Regions from separate parts of the Sus scrofa genome. Here region 2 is linked to region 1. A link is a contact called in public Hi-C data. All regions are on one chromosome and are shown on one strand. The core of a region is the stretch at or near the end of the contact, and the rest is flanking DNA. Distances in the headings are between cores, read along the strand shown.

Region 1 (7,497 bases), core at 1,343-3,842:
GAGTCACGAGGGAACTCCTAGATGTGTTTTCTTTCATAACTCCCTATGTTTCTCTCTCAAAGCACTCATCACAGTCTGTAACTAGCTACTTTTATGGCTCTTTGATGACTGTGTGTTTTCCCTGCCTATTGAGAAATCACGCGCTGGTAGAGACGAGACCCGCTGTTCCTGTTTGTTCCCAGTGTCTGCTTTACTGCCTGGCCCAGAGCAGGCGCGCCATAAACATTTCCCTCTCCCTGCCTGCCACGCCCATAGCATATGGACGTTCCTGGGCCAGGGATTGAGTACCAGCAGGAGCAGTGACCTATGCCACAGCTTCCTGTGATGCCGGGTGCATAACCCACTGTGCCAGGTCGGGGATCTAACCAGTGCCTCCACAGAGATAAGCCAGATCACTAGTCCACTGTGCCACATGGAAACTCTAACCTCTATTTATTTATTTATTTTATTTTATTTTTATTTTTTGCTATTTCTTGGGCTGCTCCCGTGGCATATGGAGGTTCCCAGGCTAGGGGTCCAATCGGAGCTGTAGCCACCAGCCTACGCCACAGCCACAGCCACGCGCGATCCGAGCTGCGTCTGCAACCTACACCACAGCTCACGGCAACGCCGGATCCTTAACCCACTGAGCAAGGGCAGGAACTGAACCCACAATCTCTTGGTTCCTAGTCAGATTCGTCAACCACTGCGCCACGACGGGAACTCCCCCTATTTATTTATTTTTTGCTTTTTAGGGCCTCACTTAGGGCACATCGAAGTTCCCAGGTTAGGGGTCCTAATGGAGCTGCAGTTGTCAGCCTACGCCACAGGGACCGAGCCCAGTCTGTGACCTACACCACAGCTCACTGCAGCAATGCCGGACACTTAACCCACTGAGTCATTGAGCAAGGCCAGGGGTTGATCCCGCGTTTGCCTGGTTGCTAGCCAGGTTGGTTACCACTGAGCCACAAGGGGAACTCCCGAAAACTCCCAATTTTTTTCTTTGTGCCATTTTCTTGGGCCACTCCCGTGGCACATGGAGGTTCCCAGCCTAGGGGTCTAATCGGAGCTGTAGCTGCTGGCCACAGCAACGCGGGATCTGAGCCGCGTCTGCAGCCTACACCACAGCTCACAGCAACGCTGGATCCTTAACCCACTGAGCAAGGCCAGGGATTGAACCCGAAACCTCATGGTTCCTAGTCAGATTCGTTAACCACTGAGCCACGATGGGAACTCCAACTCCCAATATTTTTGAATTAATGTATTAAAGGGCACAACTTTTTCCTTTAGCCTGCACGTCTTTACTCTGTATTCCTACCCATTCTGCTTCTGTGGAACTTCACTTTTCTTTGGTCTTAGTATGACTTCAGATTATTTCAAGGCCACTTGCATCCGTATTCATATTTCCTACTTTAAATTCCCTATGTGGTTGAGGTCAGTGTTTTTCAAATGTTCCCAAGGATGAGTATTATCAGGGACCAAAATAAAAAATGCCAATTCTTAGTTCCCTCCCATCGAGATTGGCACAGCAGGTGGAGTCTGAGATTGCTACTGGCTAATTCTTACAATGGCAAATATAGCAATCCCTGGGACATCTTAGACAGGCTTGTCGGCCCACAGGTTGGCTGTAACTGTCGGGAGTCCCTTCACCTAGGGAAGCTGTGGGTTGTGGACGGGAAGGGCAAAACCCAGCTGCCTAGAGGCGTGAGAGCCTGGTCCAGTCCCGACGTGGCCCCAGGAGAGGGCACCGTCTGGGTCTCCCATTTGCTCCTTAAGAAAGAGGTCTGAGGAATTCCCGTCGTGGCGCAGCGGTTAACGAATCCGACTAGGAGCCGTGAGGTTGCGGGTTCGATCCATGGCCTTGCTCAGTGGGTTAAGGATCCGGCATTGCCGTGAGCTGTGGTGTAGGTCGCAGACGCGGCTCGGATCCCGTGTCGCTGTGGCTGTGGCGTAGGCCAGCGGCTAACTAACAGCTCCGATTAGACTCCTAGCGTGGGAACCTCCATATGCCTGGAGAGCGGCCTTAGAAACGTCAAAAAAAAGACAAAAAAAAAAAAAGAGGTCTGAGAGGTGAGTCGGTCTGCGGCCGGCGGCGGAACACCCCTAGTCTAGCAGCAGGTGCAGCCAGAGCAAGACCGAGTTGCTGTGAGCAGACAGAGCACTACAGGCCAATCCCCGCTGACCTCCTAGTGGATACCGCGGTTCTTGTCTTGCAGCGCCTTCCGCGCCAGACCCACTTTGGACGGCTCCCCTTGCCGCTTCCGGCACTTGGAAAGGCCAATCGTCACGTCGGAGAACCAAAGGCCCGCCCCTCCGCGATGCAGGTAGCCAATTCAAGCTGCTTGCTCCCGGCGTCCCGTGCGCCTGGTCGTACGACCTTGTCCAATCCGTCCCGGGACTTCCTTCTGGTCCCGCCCCGGCCTGTCCCAGAAGCTGTCAATCTTGCCGTCTCCCTTGGCCCCGCGCGCACTTCCTCCCCGACGCCGTGACGTGCGCAGCCCTGAGCCCGACTGCGGCGGGCCAATGGCGGTGGCGGATACGGCGGGCCAATGGGCGGCAGCGTCTCATGCGGCCTGCGCCGTCGCAGCCGCCGCCGGGTCCCGGAGCCAGAGGCCGCCCGAGCCGGAGCGCGATGGAGCGAGGGCCCCAGGCGGGGAGGCGTCGCCGAGCGCGCGGCCCGACGCCCCCTCAGTGAGCGCCCAACCGCCACGGCGCCGCCCGAGGGCGGACTCGCCTCCGCCGCCTCGCCGCCGCGCCAGAGCTCGGAGCCCGCGCTGCCTTCCCGCTCGGGCCGCGGGCCGGGGACGGGCCGGGGCTGCATGGCCTCGCCCGCGCGCCGCCCCTGAGCCGCGGGCCGGAGCCGGAGCCTGAACCGGTGAGAGCCGAGATCGCGCGGGGGTCGGGACGAGCGCGGGGCGTGGGGCGGCTTCGCGGCCTGCAGGCCTCCCGCGCCGGGCGGAGCTGCGCTGCAGGCTCGGCGGGTCTGGGGGCCGGGGTCCCAGGCAGCCCTGACGGGCCGATGGGGCTCCGGGCGGGCCTGAAGGCCTGGGGGGCAGTCGAAACGGCCGACGGCTGACTTCGGGCGGGCTTGGGAGCCTGGGGCCGCCGGGGGGCTCCAGGCTGGCCTTGGGGGCCTGGGGGGCTGCGGGTGGGCCTGGGGGGCTGCGGGTGGGTCTGGGGGGCCCGGAGGCCTGACTGGGGGCTCCGGGCGGGCCCGGGGACCCGGGGGGGCCTACGGTGGTCCCAGGACAACCTTGAGAGGCAGAGGGTGGGCTTGGGGCGAGTCTGGGGAGCTCGAGAGGCCGACGGGGCGCTCCGGGTGGGCCCGGGGACCCGGGGGTCCTTAGGCAGCCGGGAGGGGCAGAGGGTGGGCTCCGAGGGGGCCTTGGCGGGGCGGCCGGGCCGCCTCGAGGGGCCGACAGGGGGGCTGCAGGGGGCCCCGGGCACCTGGGGAGCGGGCCGCAGACCTCTGACCCGCGGGAGGGGCGCCTTCGCGGTGCGGGCCGTAGTTGTTATTCCCAGCGTCCCTATTATTATCGCTGTTTTGAAATGGGAGCAGGCGGCTTTGGGCTCTGAGCCGGAGGGGGCGGGCGAGCCGGGGCCCTGGAGGGAGAGGGGGCTTTAGGGCCGCAGGAGGCGCGTGGGCCCGCGGAGGGGCAGGAATGCGGGGCAGCGGCGCGGGGGTGTTTCGGGGGGAGGGTAGGCGGGACTGGGGGGCGGGGGGGGGAGGGAAGCGGCGGCGGCTGCAACAGCAGCCCTTGGCCTCAAGGAACAATGTGAGACGTTGCCTGAAATGTTAATTTCCGTTCCTCATTTCATCATCCCCTGGCAGGGCGGTAGCTGTGTGTGTGTGTGTGTGTGTGTGTGTGTGTATGTGTGTGTGTGTGTATGTGTGTGTGTGTATGTATGTATATGTAAGGTTGGCTCTGCCACATGGATTCAATTCCCTCTTAAAGAGGGATTGTGTTGTTAAATCTTTTATCTCTGCCGTTTTGGGGGGAGTCTTCATGTTTTTGAGGTCTGCTCTTTTCTTGGTCCCCCATCAAGGTTTTCTGCTTTCGTTGGGGTTTTGAAAGCTAGTTTTGTAGTCCAGCTTCCAAAGTTTTGGAAGCAGCTTTGGAAGATTAAGCTGGCCTAAGAGGACCCTGTGCTTTCAAAAGCATTTTCTTTCTAACAGTTTAGATGCAGCATGGTTTCATTGTTTCTAGAGGTTTTCAGAAATTTTATGTTTGTTTGCAGGAGCAGGGTGGCTTTGCCCATTTTTCGGTAGAGAGTTCGACTTGCAGGCTTCCTCACAGGGTGAGAGGGTTTCCCAAGTGATTTGATGGACGTCCTTAACATTCCTTTTCCAGTGAGGAGTGAATGTGTGCACAGTTGTTGTTGTAAAACTTAGACTATTTTGATCCTTTTGGGGGTGATGAAGTGCACTCAGCTAAAAGATGTAAGATGATACTGCTCGTGGAAAAAGTGCCCTTGAAACAGTTACTATTTTTGCTTTGTGCAAACCCAGTCAATGGCATAACTTGGATGCTTCTAAATCAGAGCCCCTGAGACCGTGCACTGCATGCCTTTGGGATCGTGGTCTCCCTTACTGAGTGGTGCTGTCCTGGAAGACCTGGAGTTCTGTTTGTGCTTTTGGAGGATGATTGCAAAAGTGCTCGGCAATCACTTTGAAACCGGGGTTAGAGAAGAAAAAGGGCACACATCTTGCTCAACTTAGATAGTGACCCCTGGTCCCCCGCCCTCCCTTCAGCTGTCGTCTGCGCTCTGTGGTGTCACGCTCTGGAGCAGGCTCTCCTTTGATGGGCTGGCTCTAATGAGGAAACAAAAGACCGAGTTGCTGAGACATTTTCCTGTGTTCTTCGTGCATGCCTCTTGAGTTAGTTAAAAAGCTACCCCAAAGATAGTGTCAAATTTGACCTAAATTTGAAACTTTGCAAGGTTTTCTTCTAATTTTTTTTGTATTGTGGGAAAATATACATAACAAAACTGACCAGAAAAAAATTTTTTTAAAGGTGTTGCATAGTTTTAAATTCCTCATTTGAAGTTGTACCTTTGTGTTTCCAATTTTGAATGTTTTTCTCAGGACCCTCTGGACCAGCGGTGATAATCACACTGCACCAGCAGGCCTTTCATCTCTCCAAACCAGATGGGCTGCTTGTGACTAGTGGCTGTCATGTTAGCTCTAATTACAGTGTTGATACAGTGACAAGTAGAACTTTCTACAAATAGCGTTAAGAAACTGTGCTATTTGTATTTGGGAGTATTTTTCAGGAAGCTTTGGGTGCCTTGGGTTTTTAAGCACATTTGATGTAGTAAGGTTATGTTTCATCAAATATGAGAGATTTATTTTGCACATGATGGCAATGAGCCCATCATCAATTAAATAACAAAATTAGAGAGTGTCAGTAAATGCTGGTTCGGAGCATAGTCTGCATTTGTTGCCAAAATAAGTGTTTGATCTGTCCATTACCCCTTGGAAGTCCCTTCATCTCTCACATGTAAGTGTAACGGATGAGCTTCCTTTAATAGCAAGGTATTTGCTCGGGAATCGGTGAGATGGTGACGCCCTGCTCGTCTCTCTTCAGGCTCTGTTGCTTTATTCTTGTGGTCAGCCAGTGCTCTGTGGGCCCGTTTGATAAACTTTATACAAAATTGAATGAACTCAGATCACTCAAAGTTACTGTCTTGAAATGGTTTCAGTATGTGTTCTCTTAGTTTGAATTTCAAGTGGAATTTCTGCGCAGTTCACCTTTTCCACTTTTATCCTAAAGCCCAGGGCAGGACGATGTCCGTCAGTTCCCAGTGCCTGGAATCAGGCTGTTGGAGATCATCCGTCTGGAAAGCCTTTCTAAACAGGCTTAGGAAGTGGACCCTTTAGCCACTACTCTGTTAGTTCTGAGAGAGGTCTTTCTGTTCCAAAGGGGTTCTTTTTTTGTTTGATGGATCTGATTCTTACTATCTTTTAAACCAGAGTCAGACTCAGCTGCGTACTTAAATATGTTTTTGTTAGCATTTCTCTGTGCTTTTCCTAACTCTTGTCCCTCCCTCTCCATATTTAAACTTCTCTTTAAATTCACTTTTGGGAGTACCGTCATGGCGCAGTGGAAACAAATCTGACTAGCATCCAGGAGGACACAGGTTCAATCCCTGGCTTTGCTCAGTGGGTTAAGGATCTGATATTGGTGTGAGCTGTGGTGTAGGTCGCAGATGCTGCTTGGAGCCCGTGTGGCTGTGACTGTGCGGTAGGCCGGCAGCTGCAACTCCGACTGGACCCCTAGCCTGGGACCCTCCATATGCTACGGGGGTGGCCCTAGGAAAGACAAGCAAACCAACCAAAAACTCCAGAATGGAGGTGGCCCCTAAGTCTTCCTTCACCCCAGCCCTGTCTTGGCATTTTAATGAGGAAAAAAAAGAATCTCTCTGGAGGGAAATATACCAAATGGTATTTTTTCCCACTTATGTTTATGTTTTCTAAAATTTTTAGGAGTTTTGCGGTGGCTCAGTGGGTTAGTGATCTGGCATTGTTACTGCTATGGCTCAGGTTTGACCCCTGGCCCTGGGAGCTGCATGCTGTGGGTCTGGCCAAAAAAAAGTAAATAAAAAAATTAAAAAAAAAGTGAACCTGTTTTGTACTTAGCAAAAGATTGTTATCGAGAAGACTAATTAAGGGTATAATTTGGGTGATGGAGACGAGTTCTCGGTTTAGATAACAGAGGATATGTGTGGTTTTAACTTTTTAGGTGCTGAGGAGTAAGGGGAATTGGTTGTTGTTGAAAACATTTAAAGAAATCGTAAGGAACCACAGTTCTAACTCTGGTTCTGTGAATAAAGAGTTAAGTGGGTTTTCAGTCTGTCCTACTAATATAGCTTAGGTTTTTCGAGAGCTGAAAGCACTGAAAATCCTGTTGCGGGGCCAAGGCCTCTGCGATGCCCCCTCCACTCCCCACCCCCGCCCAGGATCGAGGTGACTGTTGCGGGGAGCTGCTGTCTGAGTTACAGTGTCCTTGCTGGCCGGCTGAGGGCAAGGCCCATGCTTCCAGCCCTGCCCTTGGCACTTGTGCAGTGAATTATTTGTTACCCCGAAAAATCTGTGGGCCCTCTTTTTCAACTTGGAAAGCATCCAGTGTGGCATCTCTTCACGACGTGAGCGTGTTGGTCTTGGAGTTCCTGTTGTGGCTTAGCCGGTTAAAGACCCGAGGTAGTCTCGGGGAGGATGCAGGTTCTATCCCTGGCCTCTGCTCAGTGGGTTAAGGGTCTGGCTTGGCTGTGGCGAAGGCCCCAGGTGCAGCTCAGCTTTGACCCCTGGCCCTGGAACCTCCATATGTTGCAGTTGTGGCTGTAAAAAGATAAAAAATATTTTTGGATTTCCTTGGTGGCTCAGTGGGTTAAGGATCTGCTGTTGTCACTGCTGTGGAGTGGGTTGGATCCCTGGTCCTGGAACTTCATATGCCTCGGGTACAGCCATGCAAAAAAAACAAAGACTGTTATCCTTGAAGTTCCCGTCGTGGCGCAGCG
Region 2 (7,497 bases), core at 1,923-4,422, 80 kb after region 1:
CGCTTGGCATTTTGTCACCTAGGATGTGAAAAAGACAGGTCTGGAAGGGCTGGGTGTTTAATGCCAGTAATGACTGTGGCTTCACCGAGATTCTGAAGCAAACGGGACCATCAGCTCTGTGTCAGCGGTGCTGCCGTCACCTGAGCTGAGAAGACAGTGTTGCTGTGAAAAATGGTGCTGAAGGGCTGCAGGTCCCCGGAGGTCCTCGGGCGCTTGGTGAACAGCTGTCCTCAGCCTTCGAGCCCTTGCAGCAATGAGCTTGACCCCAGCACGGTGGCCTCGGGGCTCATCCGTCCCTCGGAATCTCCCAGCCTTGGGGAAGCTCGCGAGTGTGGGCACATTTGTCCGCAGCGCCCACACAGTCCCTGGGGAGGTGTCACCACCCCCCCCCACCCCCCCGTAGGGCTATTGCTCACCGGGCCGCTCCCCTTCCTCGGCTCTCAGGCCACCGGTGGAAGGCACTGCAGCACAGGCCGGCCGGCCTGGACCACCGCCCCCGGGGCTCTGCTCCTGGGAGAGGCCAGCCCTCCTCTGGGCTCATCCTGTTTTCTCCCTCTTAAGGAGCTGTCTCAGGAATTCCCACTGTAGCGTGATGGGATCAGTGGCGTCTCTGAAGCACCAGGACGCAGGTTTGATCCCCGGCCTGGCACAGTGGGTTAAGGATCTGGTGTTGCCACAGCTGCAGACCCAACTGTGGCTTGGATCTGATTCCTGGCCTGGGAACTCTGTATTAAACAAACACACACACCCAAAGAGAAGCTGTTTCAGAACTGACTGTGCGTCTGGTGTTTTTTTTTTTTTTTTTTTTTTTTTTTTTTTTTTTTTTTTTTTTTTTGTCTTTTGTTGTTGTTGTTGTTGTTGCTATTTCTTGGGCCGCTCCCGTGGCATATGGAGGTTCCCAGGCTAGGGGTTGAATCGGAGCTGTAGCCACCGGCCTATGCCAGAGGCACAGCAACGCAGGATCCGAGCCGCGTCTGCAACCTACACCACAGCTCACGGCAACGCCGGATCGTTAACCCACTGAGCAAGGGCAGGGACCGAACCCGCAACCTCATGGTTCCTAGTCGGATTCGTTAACCACTGCGCCACGACGGGAACTCCCGTCTGGTGTTTTAGACCCTGATGCTCTTGGATCATTTGATTCATGTTACTTTCTCTTGACTCAATTTAGTTTTGTTTTTTGTAGTTCAGCCTCATCACCTGATCTAAAAATTTGTCCTTTTTTTTTTTCCCCCGGTCTTTTTTGGCCATACCCACGGCAAATGGAAGTTCCCAGGCTAAGGGTCTCATCGGAGCTACAGCTGCTGGCCTACACTACAGCCACAGCAACGCCAGATCCGAGCTGAGCCTGTGACCTACACCACAGCTCACGGCAATGCAGGGTCCTTAACCCACTGAGCAAGGCCAGGGATCGAACCCACAACCTCATGGAGACTAATTGGGTTCATACTGCTGAGCCACAGTGGGAACTCCTAAAAATTTGTCTCTGTTTTTCTAAATTTTGCAGATCTTATTTATATATTTATTTATTTGCCTTTTCTAGGGCTGATCCCATGGCATGTGGAGATTCCCAGGCTAGGGGTCTAATTGGAGCTGTAGCCACTGGTCTACGCCAGAGCCACAGCAACGCGGGATCCGAGCCGCGTCTGCAACCTACACCACAGCTCACGGCAATGCCCGATTCTTAACCCACTGAGCAAGGGCAGGGATCGAACCCGCAACCTCATGGTTCCTAGTTGGATTCGTTGATCACTGAGCCATGACGGAAACTGCAAATCTTGCAGATCTTTGAAGATGATCTGGATTGTGGTGACTAGAAGTATACTGATACACAGTTGCTGGTTTGGAGAACTTTTTAGAGTTACAGAGTGCTGTAAACTCAACCTTTACTTTTTTCTTTCTGAATTAAAATGTGACGAGACCCCGAGTTTCCAGTGGTGATGGAGCTGATCCTTTTCAGGGAGGCATAAGGACGCGGGACCTTTCCCGATAGGTCGGTGGGGGCCTGTGTCTGACTCTTCAGACCATCAGTTCTCGTTTGCTTCAGCTTGAAACGGGTCTTTGCTTTGTGTCAGCCGCTTCCCCTGCTTCCTGTGACGTGGCAGCCTGGGGGCGTGTGAAGCGGTGCGGTCCAGGGCGGCATCCCCGCCCACCTGGAGGCTGCGGGGAGGGCTGGCCCGGGCAGCCCTGTCTCCCACCCTGGGTCTGCCTGTGGATTCCGGACCTCTCCCAAGCAGCCGTGTGCCTGAGTGGTGGCAGTGGAGTGGAGGGAACTCAGCTGCAGCCACCATGGCTCTGTAGGGGCTGCTTCAGATCTTTTGGGGGCGGCCCTTGCCCAATGCAGCTGACACCCGTGTTTTTCATTTTCTCAGGCCCACATGGGTTGTTCCACTCTCAGCCCTCTTTCCTGTGACACTCGCCTGCCCGGGGGTGGGGGTGGGGGTGGGGGCAGCACCATGTGATGGTCTCTGTCCACCTGGGGCTTTGGGGTCTCGCCTCGCAGTTCTTCACAGTAGGTCCTGCGCATTTTCTGAACTGCTTGCTTTGAGGCTTTTTTATGAGTTGGGGGCCAGGGAAGGAACACGTTGATACCCAGGTGCCCTTGTTGAATCGGGTGCAGGGGGACCCTGTGCTTGTTTTAGGTGACAGGCACGGTCATGAGTGGGGATGCAGCGCAGGCTCCCCCATGGCCGTGTTCCTTCTTTGCTAAGGGAGTTGTTTAAAATCTGTTGGCAGTGCTCCTACGTCCTGTTGAGGAGAGAGGGCCCTGGGACATTTTCTGTTCCAGGAGTTGGGAGGTTTGGAGGCCCTGGCTCTGGGCTCGTTGCAGCCCTGGGTGGGCAGCCGCTGAGCTTGTTTATGTCGTAGGGTTGTGGACAAGCCTGTCCTCTCACCCCTTCTGGGGCGTGGTTGGGTCAGGCTGTTGTGGTGTCGCCTGCCCGGCTTAGTGTGCAGGGGCTGTTTCCTGAACTGGGATCGGGCCCCTGAGCCCTGCTTGCTTCTTCCCTGCTCCCCTTTTGCTTAGAAAGTGGACCGGGAGAGAAAGAAAGAAATACGCATTATTGTTCTTTCCTCTTTTTTTTTTCTTTGGCTGCCCCTGGGGCATGTGGAACGTCCCATGACAGGGATTGAACCCGAGCCACAGCCCAAGCTGCTGCAGTGACAGTGCTGGACCCTGAACCTGTTGCGCCACAAGGGGACTCTGACGGTATTTTCCTGATTTCCTCTTCCCACCCAGTGTGGGAAACCCGAGGAGCAGTGGGAAGGAGGGAGTCTCCCTGAAACTCCACCGTCCGGGTGATGGGTCTCTTCACGGCCCCCAAGCAGCTCCCAGGTTTCCATGCGTCTGTGCCGTCAGTTTTCAGGGAGAGCCATCGAAGCCTCTGGAGGGTGGTTTCTGTGCCTCTCTGTGCAGGTCTGTCACTTTGCACGGATGTTTGTTTCTCTGGCTGCCCCTGTGGCATGTGGCGTTCCCGTGCCAGAGATGGAACCTGAGCCACAGCAGTGACCATGCCGGATGCTTCACCCGCTGCGCCATCAGGGAGCTTTCCTTTGTTGTGTCCTGGAGCTCAGTTTTGTTTGAGACTCTGCCCCCACCCCACCCCCCTTTTTTTTGCTTTTTAGGGCTGCACCCATGGCATATGGAGGTTCCCAGGCTAGGGGTGGAATCAGAGCTGCCGCTGCCGCTGCCGGCCTCCCCCACAGAGCTCACGGCCACGCCGGATCCTTAACCCGCTGAGCGGGGCCAGGGATGGAAGTGCGTCCTCATGGATCCTTGGGGTCGTTGCCGCTGCGCCTCGACGGGAACACGGCAACCTGGTGTCCCACCGCTGACCACAGTCTGCACTGTGCCCGTAGCGGCTCTCTGGGGCCGGCAACAGCCTGCGGATCCTCCTGCGTCTTCCGGGCCCTCCGTCCTGTCTTTCCTGCCCGGAGGGTCGCCTGCGGGCAGCCCACAGCTGGGGGGCGCTTTGTGCAAAGCCCCGTCCCGCAGGCGCCCCTTTGACGGCCGCTCACACCAGGCGCCCGCGGGGCGGGTGGCCGAGTGCGGAGGCCTCCTCTGCTCCCCAGCGGCCCTGCCTGCCGCCTCCCTTCCCGCCTCGTGCTGTCGCCTCGCACCGGCTGCGGCCCCTTGTGGCTTGCGCTGCCCCTTCGGCTGCCTCCCTCGGGCTGACAGCTCCCCACGGCCTCTCTGGTGGCCGTGTCCTTGGGGGCAGTGTTGTGTGGTGGGCGCTCCCCCGCGGCCCAGCCCGCAGCTCCACGCTCTGTACTTCTCACTCGGACTCTGCGGGGCCTCACGGCGTCCTTGCCTGGGGTCCCGCTTCTGTCCCAGGCACCCCCGCCCCCCACACACCCCGTTGCACTGAGCTGTCCCGTCCCCTCGGGCTGCTGTTTTCGGCAGCCGCGGTGGATCTGGAGGCCAGCAGGCCAGCAGGGAAGGGGTTTTGGTGCTGGAGGGAGGGGGCCCCAGAGGTGAAGGGCCTTCGCGTCACACCCGGTTATGTGCAGCCGTTGCCGGGACTCCTGGTGTCCAAGCTCAGCGGCCTGGAGGAGGGGTGTCTGCCAGGTCCCTGCTGCACAGCCGGGATCACCGCGCCTGAAGAGACGGCGGTGCTTGTTCGGCTTGACGTCGTCTGTGCTGTCAAGGCTCTCACTTTCCTTCTTCTCTCCTTTTTTCTTCTTTTTTTCTTTTTTTTTTTTTTAATGGCCACGTCCTCAGAACATGGAAGTTCCTGGGCCGGGGATTGAACCCGAGCTGCGGTTGTGACCGACGCCATAGCTGTGGCAGTGCCGGATCCTCTACCTGCTGCGCTGTGTCTGGGATCGAACCAGCTCCTTGGCCGCTGCAGAGCTCCCGGGTCAGCAGGAGCTCCCATGCCTTCGTGTTGTATTCAGTCATTATGCTTATAGAAAGCCTTGCCGTGTGGGTTTTCTTTTTGACTCACATTAAAAATAGGCAAACTGTTCATCCGAAGTCCGGCGCTACCGTTTTTGATCAGCAAGGGCTTCATTCAAACAGCTCTGATCTGAGGAGAAGGGAAGACCGTGTGGCAGCCTCTTGGCTTCCTTTGCCAGCAAATAGGACAAAACTAGTCACTGTTACCTTGTGTGACTGTGTTCCTTAAGGTTTTAAAGTCAGTCAGTTGCTCCAAGTGGTTCCTGTCCTTCCGTCAGGTGGGTTAAAATGAAGCTCTGCCCTCTGCGCTTGGCCGTCGGGTTTGGGGGCCCTGCAGACAGCCCATGGGGACATGATGGACCCGAGGGTGGTTCTGGCGCCCGTGACCCTGGGACTGCACGGGGAGGACGTGCTCCCCGCGGCCCCAGCAGGGTTTCCGCACAGGCAGGTCACTGCCCATGTGGGGCTTTCTGCTACAGAAATGGAGAACAGGAGTTCCCGCTGTGGCTCAGCAGGTTAGGAACCCAACTAGTATCCATGAGGATGCAGATTCAGTCCCTGTCCTTGCTCAGTGGGTCAAGGATCTGGCGTTGCTGTGAGCTATTGGTGTAGGTCGCAGACACAGCTTGGATCCCGCGTGGCTGTGGCTGTGGTTATGCTGTAGGCCGGCAGCTGAAGCTCCCATTCGACCCCTAGCCTGGGAACCTCCATGTGTTGCGGGTGTGGCCCCAAAAAGACCAAAATAAAAAAAAAAAAGAGAGAGGGAGAGAGAACAGTGCCAGCCAGCGGGGCTAGTTTTCTTCCTGAGGCTGTGGTTGAGGGTTGCACCTGAAGTGAATGGAACTTCTGCAGTCTCTGGAAAAGCCTGACTGAGAGCCTGGTCCTCTGGTCCTGGGTTGCTGTTGGGGGTCTGTCGTCCGTCCCCCCCGCCCCCGGCCAGGCTCTCCTTTCCACCCAGAGGACCTGCAGGCGCCCTGGGTGCCGTCTACACCAGGGTCCCTGGGTGGTGGCACTGCCACTGTGGCCCTGGCAGGAGGTCCTGGCACCGAGGCCTCTGGGCGTGGCAACCGCTCAGAAAGGGCTGGTCCCCGTGTCTGAGTGTGCCATCTGCCCAGGTGCCGTGGCCTTGGCCGTGGAGAACTGCATTCACCGCAGCCTCTCTTGGAACCTGTTTTCAGAAAAGCTGCAGCAGAAGAGTGAGCCAGCTGGCGTCTGGCTGGCCTTCAGAAGCTATTTAGTTGGTGTTTTCTCAACTCAGTGGTCTGATTAGAAAATAGGAGAATAAAGTTTACGAGGCGCCCAAGTCTGTCTGGTTTGTTGTTTAGCAGTTGGGAGCTGGTCGCCCTTGCTAAGGCAGAGTCTGTGTGGCTCTGGGTGCTGCCGGCTGCCTTCATCCTGCGCTTTGGCTCTTGGTGGCCAGCGCGCCGTCCTGGGAAGGGTGCCATCCTCGCGCCAGGCTCGTGCCGCCCTCTCTCCTGCTGCAGGAGTGTGCGCGACTGTCGTCATGCTTTATAGAAACCGATGGCAGCCAAGTCTCAGGTGCCTTGTATAGCCGCTCCCAGGCTGTGCCAGGAACAGCCGCCTCCTCGAGCTCACTCGTTCTCAGGCGTCTCCTCCCCTTCGTGCCCACACACCCTTGCGGGCCATCCCTGGCTCTGGCAGGCGCAGGGCTGTGGGGGTGGGATGCTGCAGACAGGCAGTGAGGGTTGCTGGGAAATGTGTAAGACCAGAGCTCCCCTGGTTGAGGTAAAATGAGGGAAAAAGCAATTCCTGTTCCTTTTTAATTTTTATGGTTTTTTAAAATGATTTTTATTTATTTATTTATTTATTTTTCCATTATAGCTGGTTTACAGGGTTGTGTCAGATTTCTCCTGTACAGGAGTTCCTTTCGTGGCTCAGTGGTTAATGAATCCGACTAAGAACCATGAGGTTGTGGGTTCAATCCCTGGCCTTGCTCAGTGGGTTAAGGATCCGGTGTTACCGTGAGCTGTGGTGTAGGTCGCAGACGCGGTTCGGATCCCGTGTTACTGTGGCTCTGGCGTAGGCTGGCGGCTACAGCTCCGATTCGACCCCTAGCCTGGGAACCTCCATGTGCCGCAGGAACAGCCCTAGAAATGACAAAAAGACCAAAAAAAAAAAAAAAGATTTCTCCTGTACAGCACAGTGACCCCAGTCCTTTTTTTTGGGGGGAGGGGGTCTTTTTAGGGGCACACTTGCGGCGTATGGAGGTTCCCAGGCTAGGGGTCGAACTGGAGCTACAGCTGCCGGCCTACACCACAGCCACAGCAAGGCCAGATCCAAGCCGTGTCTGCGACCTACGCCACAGCTCACAGCAGTGCTGGATCCTTAACCCACTGAGCGAGGCCAGGGATCGAACCCGCAACCTCATGGGTCCTAATTGGATTTGTTTCTGCTGTGCCACGAAGGGAACTCCTCTGTTTTATTCCCCCTCGGTGATACTGAGATATAACTGACACTGAGCCTTGTGTAAGTTTCAAGTGTGTTGAGAGATGCCCACAGTGAGTCTGGGCACCATCTGTCGCCACACGCACGGCTACAGATGTTGTTTCTTGCTTGGGATGAGAGCCTGTAAGACGCCC

What was found. A called contact is a pair of places that touch in the nucleus more often than the background predicts.
Region 2: a Hi-C map of liver shows a contact between it and region 1, with 2.6 times the contacts expected there. The contact joins the enhancer-like site here to the promoter of ANKRD11 in region 1. A contact is called at or near these places in 1 of 5 promoter capture datasets (fetal liver), 5 of 47 Hi-C or Micro-C datasets (embryonic fibroblasts, epiblast stem cells and liver) and 2 of 2 datasets of contacts at active chromatin or transcription factors (alveolar macrophages and skeletal muscle).

What each region holds. Positions count from the first base shown.
Region 1 is chr6:453,264-460,760 of Sscrofa11.1, forward strand. It overlaps ANKRD11 (ankyrin repeat domain-containing protein 11), which reads left to right and starts at 2,593. Exons shown (of 14, transcript XM_021097042.1): 1 at 2,593-2,854.
Region 2 is chr6:532,574-540,070 of Sscrofa11.1, forward strand. All of the region lies in intron 2 of ANKRD11 (ankyrin repeat domain-containing protein 11), which reads left to right. Among named protein-coding and RNA genes, the nearest start is that of ANKRD11, 80 kb to the left of the region's middle. Within about 2 kb of position 3,173, at least 7 of the 83 cell types and tissues checked have an H3K27ac peak or open chromatin away from gene starts, as enhancers often do. A contact at or near this core is called in alveolar macrophages and liver, where this site is marked.